Regions from separate parts of the Mus musculus genome. Here regions 2, 3, 4 and 5 are each linked to region 1. Evidence: chromatin contacts called from public HiChIP or PLAC-seq, capture Hi-C and promoter capture Hi-C data. All regions are on one chromosome and are shown on one strand. Each heading gives the region's core, a stretch centred on a gene start, on an enhancer-like site or on the middle of the called end of the contact. The rest is flanking DNA. Distances are from core to core; before and after follow the strand shown.

Evidence for each region. Promoter capture Hi-C pulls out the DNA fragments that hold promoters and counts their contacts. HiChIP or PLAC-seq counts read pairs in DNA pulled down with a chosen protein or histone mark. Capture Hi-C pulls out chosen DNA fragments and counts their contacts.
Region 2: an RNA polymerase II HiChIP or PLAC-seq map of embryonic stem cells shows a contact between it and region 1, with 9 read pairs. The contact joins two enhancer-like sites. A contact is called at or near these places in 2 of 484 Hi-C or Micro-C datasets (the AML12 cell line and embryonic stem cells), 6 of 115 datasets of contacts at active chromatin or transcription factors (the 230-238 cell line and embryonic stem cells) and 2 of 9 other capture datasets (embryonic stem cells and pancreatic islet).
Region 3: a contact with region 1 is called in a promoter capture Hi-C map of embryonic stem cells, with 4 times the contacts expected there. The contact joins the promoter of Tex50 here to the enhancer-like site in region 1. A contact is called at or near these places in 14 of 39 promoter capture datasets (the 3T3-L1 cell line, the C10 cell line, the HPC-7 cell line and 7 more), 3 of 484 Hi-C or Micro-C datasets (CD4 T cells, granulosa cells and neural progenitor cells), 2 of 115 datasets of contacts at active chromatin or transcription factors (both in embryonic stem cells) and 4 of 9 other capture datasets (adipose tissue, embryonic stem cells, liver and 1 more).
Region 4: an H3K4me3 HiChIP or PLAC-seq map of embryonic stem cells shows a contact between it and region 1, with 3 times the contacts expected there. The contact joins the promoter of Klhl20 here to the enhancer-like site in region 1. A contact is called at or near these places in 10 of 39 promoter capture datasets (the 3T3-L1 cell line, the C10 cell line, the SN4741 cell line and 6 more), 3 of 115 datasets of contacts at active chromatin or transcription factors (the 230-238 cell line, embryonic stem cells and large pre-B cells) and 2 of 9 other capture datasets (adipose tissue and pancreatic islet).
Region 5: a capture Hi-C map of embryonic stem cells shows a contact between it and region 1, with 5 times the contacts expected there. The contact joins two enhancer-like sites. A contact is called at or near these places in 3 of 15 datasets of contacts at CTCF or cohesin (the NIH/3T3 cell line and large pre-B cells), 72 of 484 Hi-C or Micro-C datasets (the 4T1 cell line, the AML12 cell line, B cells and 42 more), 12 of 115 datasets of contacts at active chromatin or transcription factors (the 230-238 cell line, the NIH/3T3 cell line, bone marrow-derived dendritic cells and 3 more) and 4 of 9 other capture datasets (adipose tissue, embryonic stem cells, liver and 1 more).

What each region holds. Positions count from the first base shown.
Region 1 is chr1:160,733,447-160,736,183 of GRCm38.p6, reverse strand. Rabgap1l (RAB GTPase activating protein 1-like) reads left to right here. Exons shown (of 21, transcript NM_013862.5): 4 at 426-636; 5 at 2,481-2,655. Among named protein-coding and RNA genes, the nearest start is that of Gm37083, 57 kb to the left of the region's middle. Within about 2 kb of position 1,388, at least 7 of the 459 cell types and tissues checked have an H3K27ac peak or open chromatin away from gene starts, as enhancers often do. A contact at or near this core is called in embryonic stem cells, where this site is marked.
Region 2 is chr1:160,307,853-160,310,589 of GRCm38.p6, reverse strand. The region is part of intron 19 of Rabgap1l (RAB GTPase activating protein 1-like); the gene reads left to right. Among named protein-coding and RNA genes, the nearest start is that of Mir1927, 13 kb to the right of the region's middle. Within about 2 kb of position 1,414, at least 130 of the 459 cell types and tissues checked have an H3K27ac peak or open chromatin away from gene starts, as enhancers often do. A contact at or near this core is called in embryonic stem cells, where this site is marked.
Region 3 is chr1:161,157,991-161,160,727 of GRCm38.p6, reverse strand. Tex50 (testis expressed 50) reads left to right here and starts at 1,414. Exons shown (of 2, transcript NM_001195189.1): 1 at 1,414-1,865. The coding sequence starts at 1,542. It overlaps Ankrd45 (ankyrin repeat domain 45), which reads right to left. Exons shown (of 8, transcript NM_001368766.1): 5 at 1-61.
Region 4 is chr1:161,130,156-161,132,892 of GRCm38.p6, reverse strand. Klhl20 (kelch-like 20) reads left to right here and starts at 1,414. Exons shown (of 12, transcript NM_001039482.1): 1 at 1,414-1,530; 2 at 2,441-2,504. The coding sequence starts at 2,497.
Region 5 is chr1:160,399,493-160,402,229 of GRCm38.p6, reverse strand. The region is part of intron 17 of Rabgap1l (RAB GTPase activating protein 1-like); the gene reads left to right. Among named protein-coding and RNA genes, the nearest start is that of Mir1927, 100 kb to the right of the region's middle. Within about 2 kb of position 1,404, at least 2 of the 459 cell types and tissues checked have an H3K27ac peak or open chromatin away from gene starts, as enhancers often do. A contact at or near this core is called in embryonic stem cells, where this site is marked.

The DNA of each region.
Region 1 (2,737 bases), core at 139-2,638:
AGCTTTTACTCCTGGACCTTGCTTATTGCTTCATATTTCTTACTAAGCTGACTGAAATGCATAACAACATATATGTATGTAATAATAATATTAAAATAATTTAAATCTTGATATTTACCTATATTATATTAAATATAGTTAATGACTTAAATAATATATTTTTAGATATTCTATAACAGTAATGAGCTTTTAAAACATGTTGCAAATTGAATTATGTATGTATTCCTCCAAAGTGTTCATTATACAGAGTGGTAAAATTGGGTGAAACAATCATAAAAATTAATTGAAAGAAAAACAAATTCATTAGAACACTTAGTAGTTCACACAAGCTAGTGAGCCAGCAATAAGGGAAATGAGTAAACGACTCTTGTGTTTATGGAGTGTGTACTACTGACTTGATTGTTTTCTTTCTTTTTTTCCCCCAGAAATTTCCACACCCAGACCATCTTCTCCAAGCAGATTTCCTGAAGAAGACAGTGTTCTCTTTAACAAGCTGACATACTTAGGATGTATGAAGGTTTCTTCCCCACGCAGTGAAGTGGAGGCTTTACGGGCCATGGCCACCATGAGAGCTTCCAGTCAGTACCCCTTTGCTGTTACTCTGTATGTGCCCAATGTTCCAGAAGGATCTGTGAGGTAAGTCTTAACTTTCTTTTTCTTAACGTCTGACTCACTATTCTGAGTTACTCATGCATTCTGTATGGGGTTTCATAAATCAGATGTAGGTTAACTATGAGTTCACTTATACTCTCTAGACTTATAGTACCAATTAAAAATTACATTTAGGCTTAGAACTTGTTCTTGTTTGGAGAAGGTATTTTCAAAACTATTAGGATAGTAAGTTAAGTACAAAGTACTGACTAATTGCGGTGTAAATTTACAAAGTTTTGATAAAGATGTCCTTAGTGTCTTAGGAACACACTGTGTTAAAATATGAGTTGTGTGGAATGTGTGTGAGGACATGTAGATGTTTGGAGGCAGAGGACATCCACTGGTGGCATTCTTTAGGTGCTGTCTACCTTTTAAAAATTTAAATTAAAAAAATTTTTGAGTCACAGTCCCTTACTGGCCTGGAATTTGCCAGGTTTGCTAGGCTGGCTTGCTGGCCTACTTGTGAGGGTTTCAGGAGCCACCTGTTGACCTCCCGAACACTGGTATTGCAAGCACAGGCTACCACACCCAGATTCTTTTCTTTTCTGTGGATTCTAGAGGTCTTACTGTGCCCTCTAACTTGTAAAGCAAGCACTTTCCTTTGTCTCCCAAACCTTCAAAATGAGAGGCAGAGACAGGCAGATCCCTGGGTGCTGTTTGCCTCAGTCCCAGCCACGAGTCCCAGTGAGACACTTTGTCTCAAACAACAAGGTGAGCAAGAACTCTTATTGTACAAAACAGGACCCAAGTTTGAGTCACTACCACTAGAAAAAAAATTCCAGTGTGTCTACATGCCTGTGACCCCAGTGGTGAGGGACAGAATCAGACAGGATTGATGGGGCTTGCTGGCTGCCACTCACTCCAGGTAGGAAAATCGAAACAACAAAGAAAACAAGATGGAATGCTCTTAAGGATTGGTAACTGAGATTGACCTCTCCATGTACATGTACATGAACGTGCATTTACACTTGCACACACAAACATCTGCAAGTACAGACCCCACATAACAAATACTTGCTGACACACATGGGGAAAGAAAGGAATGAGAAAGAAATGGACTTTCTAGGACTGATCAGTGCTGCTCATTTTCTCTCTCTCTTTTTTTTCCAATCACATGTCTTTATTTCCAGAGATCTGAAAAATGCTTTTTTTTTTTTTTTTTTTTAATTCTTTTCTGGGTGTGGGGTGTGGTAATAGCTCTCATCTCAGGCAGAGACAGTTTGTATCTCCGAGTTTAAGGACAGCCTGCTCTACAAAATGAGTTTTAGGGCAGCAATTACTACCTAATAGATCTTATCTCAAAAAACAAACTAACTAGTCAAACAAAAACAAGAAAAAAATTCTTTGACAATTTGATGTGTATGTGTGTGTGTATATATATATATATATATATATATATATATATATATATATATACATACATATATATATGTGTGTGTGTGTGTGTATTTATAGATACACATTTTCATCTGTCCTTCTCATGCTTGTCTAGCCCATTCTCTCTTCCACTGAAACAATTTTTTCTTAACAATCTTACTCTTACCTTGCTGTCAACTATATATATATATATAGTTGACTTTGAATAGCATATGAGTTGGCTCCTAGGAAACACAAGAATGAAGAAATTGTTAAAGTAAAATGATTTTGTGTATATAGTATATGTATATATATATATGTATATGTTAGATTTTTCATAGCATGAAAATAATTTGTTTACTTGTATTAATAACTGTTTTGTGATTTGAAGGTAGTTACATTATGTTATCATATATTGGCATGATTTGTTCTTTGATAGTTGATATTTTATGTCTTTTTTTAAATTACTGCAGAATCATAGACCAGTCAAGCAATGTGGAGATAGCATCTTTTCCAATTTATAAAGTGCTTTTCTGTGCACGTGGGCATGATGGGACAGCCGAGAGCAATTGCTTTGCATTTACAGAGAGTTCTCATGGCTCAGAAGAATTTCAGATACATGTTTTCTCCTGTGAAATTAAAGAGGCAGTAAGTATCATACAATGCAGCAATTTTCTACAGGATTGAATTAGGATAATATTTTTGAACTTTTGATTTTCCTGTCATAGAA
Region 2 (2,737 bases), core at 165-2,664, 430 kb after region 1:
AAGTTATATTTTAGTTACTCTGATTGTAAGCAGAAAGGCTCTGAACATGTCAGAATTGCTTTTTCTTTGAATCCCTTTTTCTTGGTATAAAGACTTGTTATTGAAAATCTCCAGTTGTCTATCAAAGTAGACTGAATTTATCGAAACACTTAGCAACTCTGGGGAGTTCTTAATACCTACATTTCATGTTACCCCTTGCACTTTACTCTGATAGAGACTTAAAAGGCTTTCTCTCTTTGAAATCCCCCATTTAGCCCATTTAGTGGATGGAAACTAGACACATTGCTTTTGCTTTTCCTGCATGCTGGGGAAACCACTGATCCAGTCTCCCTCTCAATTTACGTGACAAGAGGAAACGGGAACCTAAGTTTAAGGGAGTCGCTCTGCAGGTAGACAGCTGGCTGGATCCTGTTTGAACTGGGGACCTGTGTTTACCAGGACTGCTTTGCTTTCTGCTGCCCGTTGATCCACTAAGTGGTGGTGTCCTCAGCGTTTGCATCTTTGGTCCTAGGTAATTCTCTGCCCCACTGCCATTTCTCCCAGTCAGTGGCATACTGTGAGGTTCAAAACTGCAGAAACTCTTGGGAGATGATCCAGTGGGTTTCAGGCACCCAGTGGACAGTGGGGGAGTCACAAGAAGGGTGTCTGTCTGGTGAAACTGAAAGACTAGTGATAAACGGGACAGTGAACAAAAGCTGCTGAAGTTGGGGAGAATGTTAGCAGACTGCTTCAGAGTCAGTAGAAAATGTCTTGGAAAAGAAAAATCGGTACAGCAACAAGTTTTTCCTAAGATCATCAGTTTTCAAAGAGCATGCTTTTTTGTTTATGTAAAGAAAAAAAACTTCATTTCCTAGCAAGATCCAGAATGTATATTTTAAGGCGTATTTAAGAATGGCAAAAATACAAAGAAAGGGCTTAGAAATCCTAGTCAGTGTTACTCAAGAAAATCTAAGCACTGTGGTGGACAGACAGGTATTTTGGATTTAGAAATGAAGCGTCAGTAGTATCTGGTCTCTGTGACCATTAGAGGATTCTTGAAGGAAGGAAGGAAGGTCGGAGCTTATAGAACTGTTTGTCCACCCTTTGTGTAAAGTTAAAACTATCTTTACAATCTTCAGTTGTCTTATAAATCGATTTTTGCACAGATTCTCTGATCCCTTAAGCCTTATGAGTTGAATGTGCAGCACCTTTAACGTGCCTGGGTCTGTTGTTCCCCCAGGTCCTATTTTTCCCCCTTGGGCTTTAAGTGTTCTTAACCAAGAAGATTACCTATTGTTTCTCTAAATGTGCTCTCGCTGGGCACAGAGGGGACTGCTCAAGTGAGGTTATAATTCCTGTTTGCCCCTGGGCGGTTGCCAGCACAAAGAAAGGCATGACGGGAAGTAGTTTGGTTACCTTTCACAACAGGTGTCTTTGTTGGTGCTATTCAGCTATCAGAGTGGCAGCACTGAGTCACTGCAGAAAGGGAAGAGGGGAAGCAGTTGCTCTGGCTTTCACATCTGGAGAGCCACGCTGCGAGGTAAACCTCCAAGTCTGCTGCCCTGATGAAAATATGACGAGGTCCACGCTATCTTTAAAAATACTACTGAAAAGATAGAAAGGAATTCAAAAGGTATGGACTGCCCGGATAATTCATGATGCCTTGAGTCCTGATTATCTTTTAATTTTTACTTGGCTATTCATCTTTAAGATAAATGTGCGGAGGAATTCTTAATGAAAGTAATTCTCTAAACACAAAGCTGCATTGTGGGGGAAAATGAAGTGAAAATGCTTTACTGGCTCCCGGAAGGGTCAAACATAGCTTGAAGTTGTTTTAATCATGAGAATTTATTTAAGATATTGCATTTTCTGTTTAAGTAAGCCTATTAGACTTGGCCGTTTCCTAGCAGAGGTGTTTGCCCTTCTGTGAGCAGGCACTTTACCACAGAACGCTTACAGGACTGCAGAGCTCCCAGTCACGGTTAAATGGCGCAAGGTGATACTAGTTAAGTAGACATGCTATGGGATAGGAAGAATTTTAGGAAAACCTAGGAAAATAGACCCTAGATTGCATTCTGAGTTTGTTTACCCATTCTCTCACAAGCCAGCGAATATAGATAATATAATCCTGGTATTGGTGATAAAACCTAAAGGCAACACATAGCGGTATTTCTTTTTACTTTAACAGATGTCACCAAATTAATGTTTAATACTAACAGAAAATACTTCTCAGTACTATTGTACTGGTAATACTCAGGGCAGGCACAGGAAGAGCAGGTAACATGTTTTTGGAGGAACGTTCCTGTCTTCCATTTTCTTTGCCTACACTGTCATGCATGGAATAAGCATGGGTGATTTATCTTAGTGGTTGAGAGAACTTTCCTTCTGAAAACATAAAGCCTGCTTACCATCTCCAGCTGCCCTCCAAAAACCACCTGTGGGAACTAAGGGATGGATAGTTTGTGACTATCTGCTGGTTTGAGTAATTAAAAGAAACTTTTAACTTTAAATATAAAAGGACTAAGAATATTTATCAGCAGGGAGAAAAACAGTTTATAAATGAAACCCTTGTGTTTCTCCAGAATCACATCAGATATTTGTATTTTTAGTGGGACAAAGGAAAATTATTATCAACTGGTATTGATGCCCCAAATGAATTGTTTCATTTTTATATTTTGGTACTTTTTTTTTTTTAACAGAATTACTCAGAAGGGAGAGAAATTCTTTTTTTCCCCCTTCCGTCTTCAGGAGATAAATT
Region 3 (2,737 bases), core at 165-2,664, 420 kb before region 1:
TCTGGGTCAGTAATGATGAGGGAGGACTTTGTAATAATTTTTTTCAGAATCAGCCTTGCATCTGAAAGGACAGGACAGAAAAACACAAAATAAGACAAAAAGGGCAAGCCCATTGGCTTGTGGAGCTCATCACGCAGCCAGAACTTGACAAGGTTTGTGTAGAAGGTTCCCTGTCCATGTCTGAGGATCTCAGATAATCAGCACTCGGGTGTGGTTCCACTTCCTCCCCCCAGGGTATCCAGGCACCACTCCACACTGGCCTGGAGCGGCTGGGGCCTGCAGCATCCCAAATGAGAGTGGGGGGTGGGGTGGGGTGGGAAGAAGGCCTTCTCCAAGGATCATTTGCATGGAGAGGCATTACAGGAGTCCCAGGCACTTGCTGGGCAGATTCTTAATGGGGAAAGAGGAAGGTGACCTTGTAGGTTTGCCAAGGACGACATGGCCTTCCTCAGGTAGAGGATGGTGGGGTCAGACTCCCCAGACAAGGTCAGGCAGAGAAGGGGAAAAGCTCTGCTGGAACAGGGAGTCCTCCGTTTTGTGCTGAGCTCAGAGAGGCTGTCTGGACATGGTAGACTGCAACCTTAAAATAGCCGGGTTTCCCAACACTCGGGACACATCACTTCAGCACGCTTAGTGTACTCCTAGGATTGTGATAGGATTTTTGAAGACGCAGAGAAATATAAAGCAAACCAGCGGATCCCATCAACCACATCTGTCAAAAGGTTCACTCTGGAGAAGAGAGTAACCACAGAGAAAGAGCTCCAGGAGGCAGAGTGTCACGTGCTTTTCTTTTCTTGAGCTTTCAGACACACATGCTTACACATACAGCCCAGAAGATCTGCTTAAAAGTGCACTTTGCAGAGAAATAAAAACCTGAAATAAATGGAAGGGCTTACCGGATTCTTAGAACAACTGAATGCTGGAAATTGTGGATTGGTCCCAAATTACATTAGACATGATAAAGCACTTTCCTTTAATGTATCCCTTTCCTTTCCCATTTCACTACAGACAGCAAGAAAAAGATCAACTAGACCTTCAACACTTTGCTTGGAGATGTCATGTAAGTATCCAAGTTTTCTGCCAGAGTCTGCTTTTTGGATGGCAGGGTCCAAAACAGCCAATCTTTCCGTTGGCCCATTCCAAGACACCACTACCTTTGGGGGTTTGCTTTGTTTAGGTTTTTTTTTTTTTCCATTGCGGTTTCATTATTATGACTGCATACCTACTGTTAAACACACTCTGGCCAAATAGCAAATAGTTCATTTTCAAGAAACCTGGGTGATTAGCTGGGTACACCTGTTCATCCCAGTGCATTTTTTTAATGATGTCACTGAAATCACCTGAGTCACTATGACTGACGATGTAACAATGGCCATCTTTGTGTATTTTGCTGGCTATGAGGGGCTGACTGGCAGGACTATCTGAAAGGCTTTGACAGGAGTGCCTCTTTAGTGATTGAGGCATCTTTTGCTCTGTCTGACCAATTTTTTAGCACAAGATTTTCTTCTCAGTTAAGACAAAAAAAAAAAAAAAAAAAAAAGATGTCTACCCAAAGACTGTCTGTGCTTTCTCCCCTTCTGCTCTTCTGCTTCTTCAGAGAGACTTTCTCCATTTGTGACGGGACAACGTGGACAAAGGTCGGATGGGAGATTTTTCCAGAGGAAGTGCACTACCTGAAAGTTAAGGCCCCCCCATCCAGCTGCCTACCTTATCCTCTGGACACACTCTGCTGCAATTTTGCTAACATGGACCTCTTACAGAGCGCCTTACACCTCACTTACATCTTAGTACAAGCTCTCTGCTTAATCCTGTTTGCTTTATCTGTGCATTACCTATGGATGAAATGGACAAGACACCAAAAAAAGGTGAATTTGTGATGCAAATAGGATTTATAGAATCTCAAAGAGTGGATAGCCCAAGGTTATCCAGATCCTTAAAGCTGTCCATCTCCCCTGCTCCCCACCCACCTCACCACCATTACCTAGCAGGACAGGACGTGGGCATGGCTAAGAATGCCACAGAGGAATGTTTAGTCACACGGTCCTTAAAATCATCTCAACTCCTACTTCAAGTTACAAAGCACAATAAAACATTAAGATGCAGTAGGCAGGCTTATAGGAGTGAGGTAAATTAAGTGCTCTTCTCAGCTTTCCCATAAAATGATCTGAAACAAGGGGTTTCCTAGAGAACCTGTGAGTCTACCAAAGAGAGCTCACTACAAAAGGTAGCGTGAGCTTTCCAAGCAGGCTGTAAACTGATTTTAGATGTTAGGACTTGGTGGGAAACAGGGCACTTAATTCCAAATTTTGCCAATAGACAGTGCTATAATTTGAGACAATTAAGAACTGCTAGCCGGGCAGTGGTGGCGCACACCTTTAATCCCAGCACTTGGTAGGCAGAGACAGGTGGATTTCTGAGTTCGAGGCCAGCCTGGTCTACAAAGTGAGTTCCAGGACAGCCAGGGCTACACAGAGAAACCCTGTCTCAAGAAACCAAAAAAAAAAAAAAAAAAAAAAACCAACAACAAAAAAGAACTCCACTAAACACGTGAGCAAACACATCTCCTTGACCATCAGATATATAGATGTTTTCTTGTTTGTTTTTTTTAATATGTACTTATTATACAGTGATGTTGCTTAGTAAGAGAATTTTTTTTTTCATTTATTTATTTATTTACTTATTCATTCATGCATTTGGTTCTGGGACTCAAACCCAGGGCCTCCTACATAGTAGGCAA
Region 4 (2,737 bases), core at 165-2,664, 400 kb before region 1:
TGTCTAAAAGTTAAGCTCATTGGCCCCCAGAGTATTGTTTATTGCCCCAGACTCACACATTATAAAACCAGTTCTAAGTATATTTTCAACTAGAAATTTAGGATCCCTAAGAGGACGCCTATGGGATTGTAGGAGTTCTATAATAATTGGAAATGCCAGTTTTTTCATATGTTTATTTTTATGTATACTTTGTTAATTGGCATAAATATGAAGAGCTGATTCACACTGAACTCCTCCCCTTTAAAAAGAAACAGAGTAGTTGAAGCACAAGCCAGCTTACAGTGGGTAGTAGGTTAAGAAGGAATCAATGGGTTAAGAATAGGAAATATTACTTTCACCCTGGCTTAAAAGCCCATTTTAGTTACTAGCATTCCTTAATGTTTTTATAACTCCCTTGCTATAGAACTGTATAGCTATAAAGAATTAAAATCATGACTCATATTTTGGAAGAATCTGAGTCACTTTGAAGATGACTTTTAGACAATCTACACAAAAGAAACCTGAGAGGTGCACATATAAGATGCCATTTCAATGGATCAGAAAAATGTACATCTAAACTATTTTATACCCATCAGATTGGCAAAAAATTAAAGTTGAAAGTACCAATAATATGGACCAACGAGAATCCTTGAACCTTTCTGGAGGAAGATATAATATAATTGTGGCCAGAATCTAGAACCATTGTACACGGCATCAAGTTGTGGCTCTAACCCTTACAGGCTATGCTCCGTAGATACCCTTACCCTTTTGTAAGTTACATAACGCTTTGGTACCGACTGGAATGGCACTATCTGAAACATAATGCTACCACCATTTGGAAAAATGGTAATAAATCCTTCAATAAGAGAGATACTAGAACTGATAAACTAATACACAATGTTATATGCTAAGTATTTGATAATAAATGGGGTATCCATAGCTGTTACTAGTACATATATTATTTACTTATATATCACTGGTACATATGAAGAAAAAACTTGGCCAAATGACAAAGTGTATCATAGAACTAGAATTAGAAGTTGAATTTAAAGACCAATCATTCCCACTACAAGTTTATTAATATGAGGTATATTTCCTATCAAAAACAACTGCACAGAGTCTATAGATGTCAAATAAAGTTCAGCTAAAGAAATTTTGGTTAATAATAGCCTTGTATAGTTTTCAATACATCAGCAACAGACTTTTAGTTATATACTCAAAAATGAAACCCTCACCTCATACATATTTTATTTGGTTGCTCTCTAAGTATATTGTAAAAGTCAGATCGACTAATGGTACCAGTCCTGGGAAACGCTCAGCGAAAGGCACAGCTACTTCCGGAGCCATGACGGAACTACTTGCCCGAACACGTGCAGTTCCGTGGGAAGGATTTAGCCATCGGACCGCTTCCTGTTTCTGGATCTGGGCGGGTGCAGGGAAAGGAAATCGCTGCAGGAGCCGCATCCTGCCTGCGCTAGCGGCTCCAGAGGTGGAGGCAGAGAGGGCGGAGAAGGCAGAGAGGGTGCCGCAGAGAGAAAAGTGTCAAAGCCAGTAAGTCAGAGCTCTAGAGCACGGGATGGAGAACAGAGCCCTAGGTCTCGCTTTGCAGATCTATGAGCTCAACTTGCCGAACTGCCCGGCGGGGTCAGGGCAGTGCTTTCTAGGCTGCCTGTCAGTCGTGCCTCTAAGGGACGGTAGGGTTCCTCGGTCGGGCCTTTCAGGGCTCCAGGCTGCGCTGCTGCTGGCTGCCCGAGGTGTCTTGAAGCCAGGGCAAGGCTGTGCAATGCTTGCTGGGGACGCAGGACTCCGCATCCTGGACAGCTTCACTTGGAATTCTAAGGGAGCGAGCACTCTGCCTCCCATTTTCTCTCTGGAAGCCAGCAAGATCCTGGCGGTGAACAATATTTCGGCGACTAAGACGAGAGCTTGGGAGAGTTGTAGTCTAGAACTACTTTCCCTGCCCTTGTTCAAGCTGCCCGGGCTGGGCTGGTCGGAAGTGGAGTTGTTTTTAAAGGCAACCGCCTCCGGCCTGCTTGTCACTTCAGAATAAGTTAACAACCTTCGGATTCAGTGCTAAAACAATGCTTTTCCTATCCGAGTCACTAAATTAGTACTGCTGCTGGTATCAAGTGATTACTCTGCAAATATACTTGATGGTGAAGTTAAAAAATCAAAAAACTCCCCAGGTGCTTCTTGAGCAGAAAACACCAACTAGCGATCATGACTATTTTGATCCTGACTGCTTTCCCAGTCACCCTCACATTCACATATAATCTGTCACCTTAGCATCTTTAGTTAGTGATAGTCCTCTTAAAGGCATTACATTATGATTGCGCATCTACGCAAAGATTACATTAGGATGTAAGATTCCTGATTACAGACGAAATGAGTGAAGTGATTATACAAGTTGCTGGAGAACTCGAACAGTTTTTAGTAAGCTACTACTTCTCTCTTGTTGAAGGTACGGCTTTAGAACACGGTGAAGGATACTTTTCATGGTGCAGGGAAGGAAAGCCAATGCGCAGGTAAGCCTTTTTAAGAATATGAAACATTGATTTCAGTGATTGAAATTAAGCTTCTACTAACAGTGCATCGTTTACGATTATTTATTCACAAACCTTAACAAATCCTGCTTGGAATTAATCGTTCTTGTTTCAAGTAAATCGAAACTAGTAATGTCAGAAAATAGCAACTTCGTTTATTTGGTTGTGTTGTTTTGTGTTGTCTAGGGATTTTTGGGTTTCTTTGCTCGTTTGTT
Region 5 (2,737 bases), core at 155-2,654, 330 kb after region 1:
CACGATTGTGAAATTTAATAGAACTTACATGTCCTCAACAACTTTCTAAATGATCGTTACACACTTTCTTACTGCTGGCAAATCATCTAAAGCAATAGTTCTCAGCTTTCCTAACACTGCAACCCTTTAGTACAATTCCTCATGGTGTGGTGACTCCCAACCATAACATTATTTTAATTGCTATTTTATAACTGGAATTATGCCACTGTTAATTTCTATTTTTTATTTTATGTGTATGAGTGTTTTACCTTCATGTATGCCTACATGTGTGCCTGGTGCCTTTGGCGGCCAAAAAGTGTGTCAGATTCCCTGAAACTGGAGTGATAGATGTTTGTGAGCCACTATGTGCATTCTGGGAATTAAACCTCAGTCCTCTGGAAGAGCAGCCAGTGCTTTTAACTCCACAGCCATCTCTCCAGCCCTACATATATTCATTTTTAAATTCATAAATTTAATGTTACCTTGATATTGTAAATACTTTGAGATCATTGCATAATAAAAATAATATACTGTTTGTTTGCTGTGGGAAGCATCAACTTTGTTCCGTTCGTGAATTTTTATGATGTGAATGTGCATGAAAGGAATATTCATTAGGGAACTGAAGAGGTTACATTTTGGTAATATTTATGATCAGAATTTACATGTTCCAGAGATTATTTAACATTAGTCATTTTTCAGTTTCTGAAATAATATCCATCCTCCTGTGTACAAATGGATGAATTTTGGGTTTATCTTTAGATATTAGGTTAGCTGTAAATATTTGGTGCATATCAGAAATGCCTTACAAGCCCAGGCCCTGCCTAGATCAGCTGAAGTAGAATCTAGAGCATTACTAAGACTTTTTTGGGTCATTCTGACAAATAGGTGACTTGCTACTTCTGGTTAATGCTCAATTCTCATCTTGAATTTATGGCATCATTGCCTGGGAAGTTCTTAAAAATGCAAGTAACTATATGGCTCCTGAGAAATATTTTGTTGTTATTGTGGTTGTTCTCTGGTCAAGCATCGGCCTCTGTGTGGTATAAAATTTCCCCAAGTGATTTTAATAAATAGCTATGGCTGAACACCACTGACTTAACGCATAGAGAGCTGAGCCAGAGCCAGAAAACTGGACAGTACAGTCCTAAATTCTACGAACTTAGTAAACCACCTGGCATATTTGAAATTTTCTTTTTTCTTTTTTTTTTCTTTTCTTTTTTCAAAATAGAGCAATTAATGATAGCCTAACAGACAAAAAGTTAGTTTAATATCTTAATTTTTCTAAATCCTAAATTTTGTGATCAATGTGTTTGGGAATACAGCCTTGCATGTATTCAGACAACAACATTCAGGTTTTCTGCCTCACTTGTTATGTTAAAGAGAGGGCAGGGCCTCATGTGTCTGTGCTTGAAGGGAGCCTGCAAGCTTCCAGGAGACTCTTCTGTCTCCACCTCCCACCTCACGTTCTGAAAGAGTACCATGAATGAATACGATGGCACTACCTCCCCACCTTTACATTGGTTTCTAGAATAAAGTCAGCTCCTTGGGCATACACAGCAAGTGCCAAGCCATCTCACGAGGCCCACTGGTAAAAGTGAATGAAGCAATATTTTTATAGTTCCTTACAATAAAGATTTTAGGTTCCCATAGCACAAGTAATTTAGGTCCCTTAACTGAGCTCAAATTATATCACGTGTCTTAGAGGGTTTGTTTTGTTTTGTTTTGTTTTGTTTTGTTTTGTGTTTTGTTTTGTTTTCTTTTGTTTTGTTTGTAGACCAGGCTGCTAGTGGCTGTAGGTGGCAGGAAATCAACAGAGGGTAGAAGTAAAAGTTGAATTGTTCTAAGATGGCAATTAGGAAAGGGAAGGAGGGGAGGGGAGGGGAAGGGAGGGGAGGGGAGGGGAGGGGAGGAGAAGAAAGGAAAAGGAAGAATGAGGGTTGAGAATGTAAGTTGGTAGTAGAGTTGTTGCTTAGCATATGCAAAGTCCTAGGTGAGAGAGAGAGAGAGAGAGAGAGAGAGAGAGAGAGAGAGACAGAGAGAGAGACAGAGAGAGAGACAGAGAGACAAACAGAGAGAGACAGACAGAGAGACAGAGAGGGACAGGTCATCTACTTAGAATCACCTTTCTCAGACTGAACATCTCTATTCCAGGTAGCATCCTGACAACTGGTGTGTGTGTACCCTTAAAGACACAGACAGGTTCCGTCCTCCATAGTTTATAGGGATCTACTTACTGATAGGTAAATGAGTGGCCCACCAATGAAGTCCACTGTGCAGCAGGGAATGGTGCTAATCCCAATTTATCCTGCATCTCTCTTTCTTCTTTAAAAAAAAGTTGTTTTAAATGTTTTATATGCAATATATTGAACACTTTGTTCACTATTCATTTGGGGCGAAATAATAAAAGAATTATAGTAAATGTGAATATGTTATGAAACTAGGGGAAAGGGAGAATAAAATAACCTGCTGTTTGTATATTTTACATCTTATTAGTCATCATTAATAACACAGGGAAGATGTGGCATGAGGGTTTTTAAATAACTCTTCTGAGGGTCTATGAAATCTGTTACAGGAAACAAGTACTTGACTTTCAGTGCTCCAATACTGACCTCTAGTGGTTGCCCATGAAAAATCCCCAGAACCAAATCACCTCTTTTTGCTTATTATCTATCAAATTCCAATTAATCTATCCTAAAAGATTGGGCCTTTAAAGTGTTTAAAGAGAGGAAGAGTAATGCAGTGAATGTTTGGCTAATGT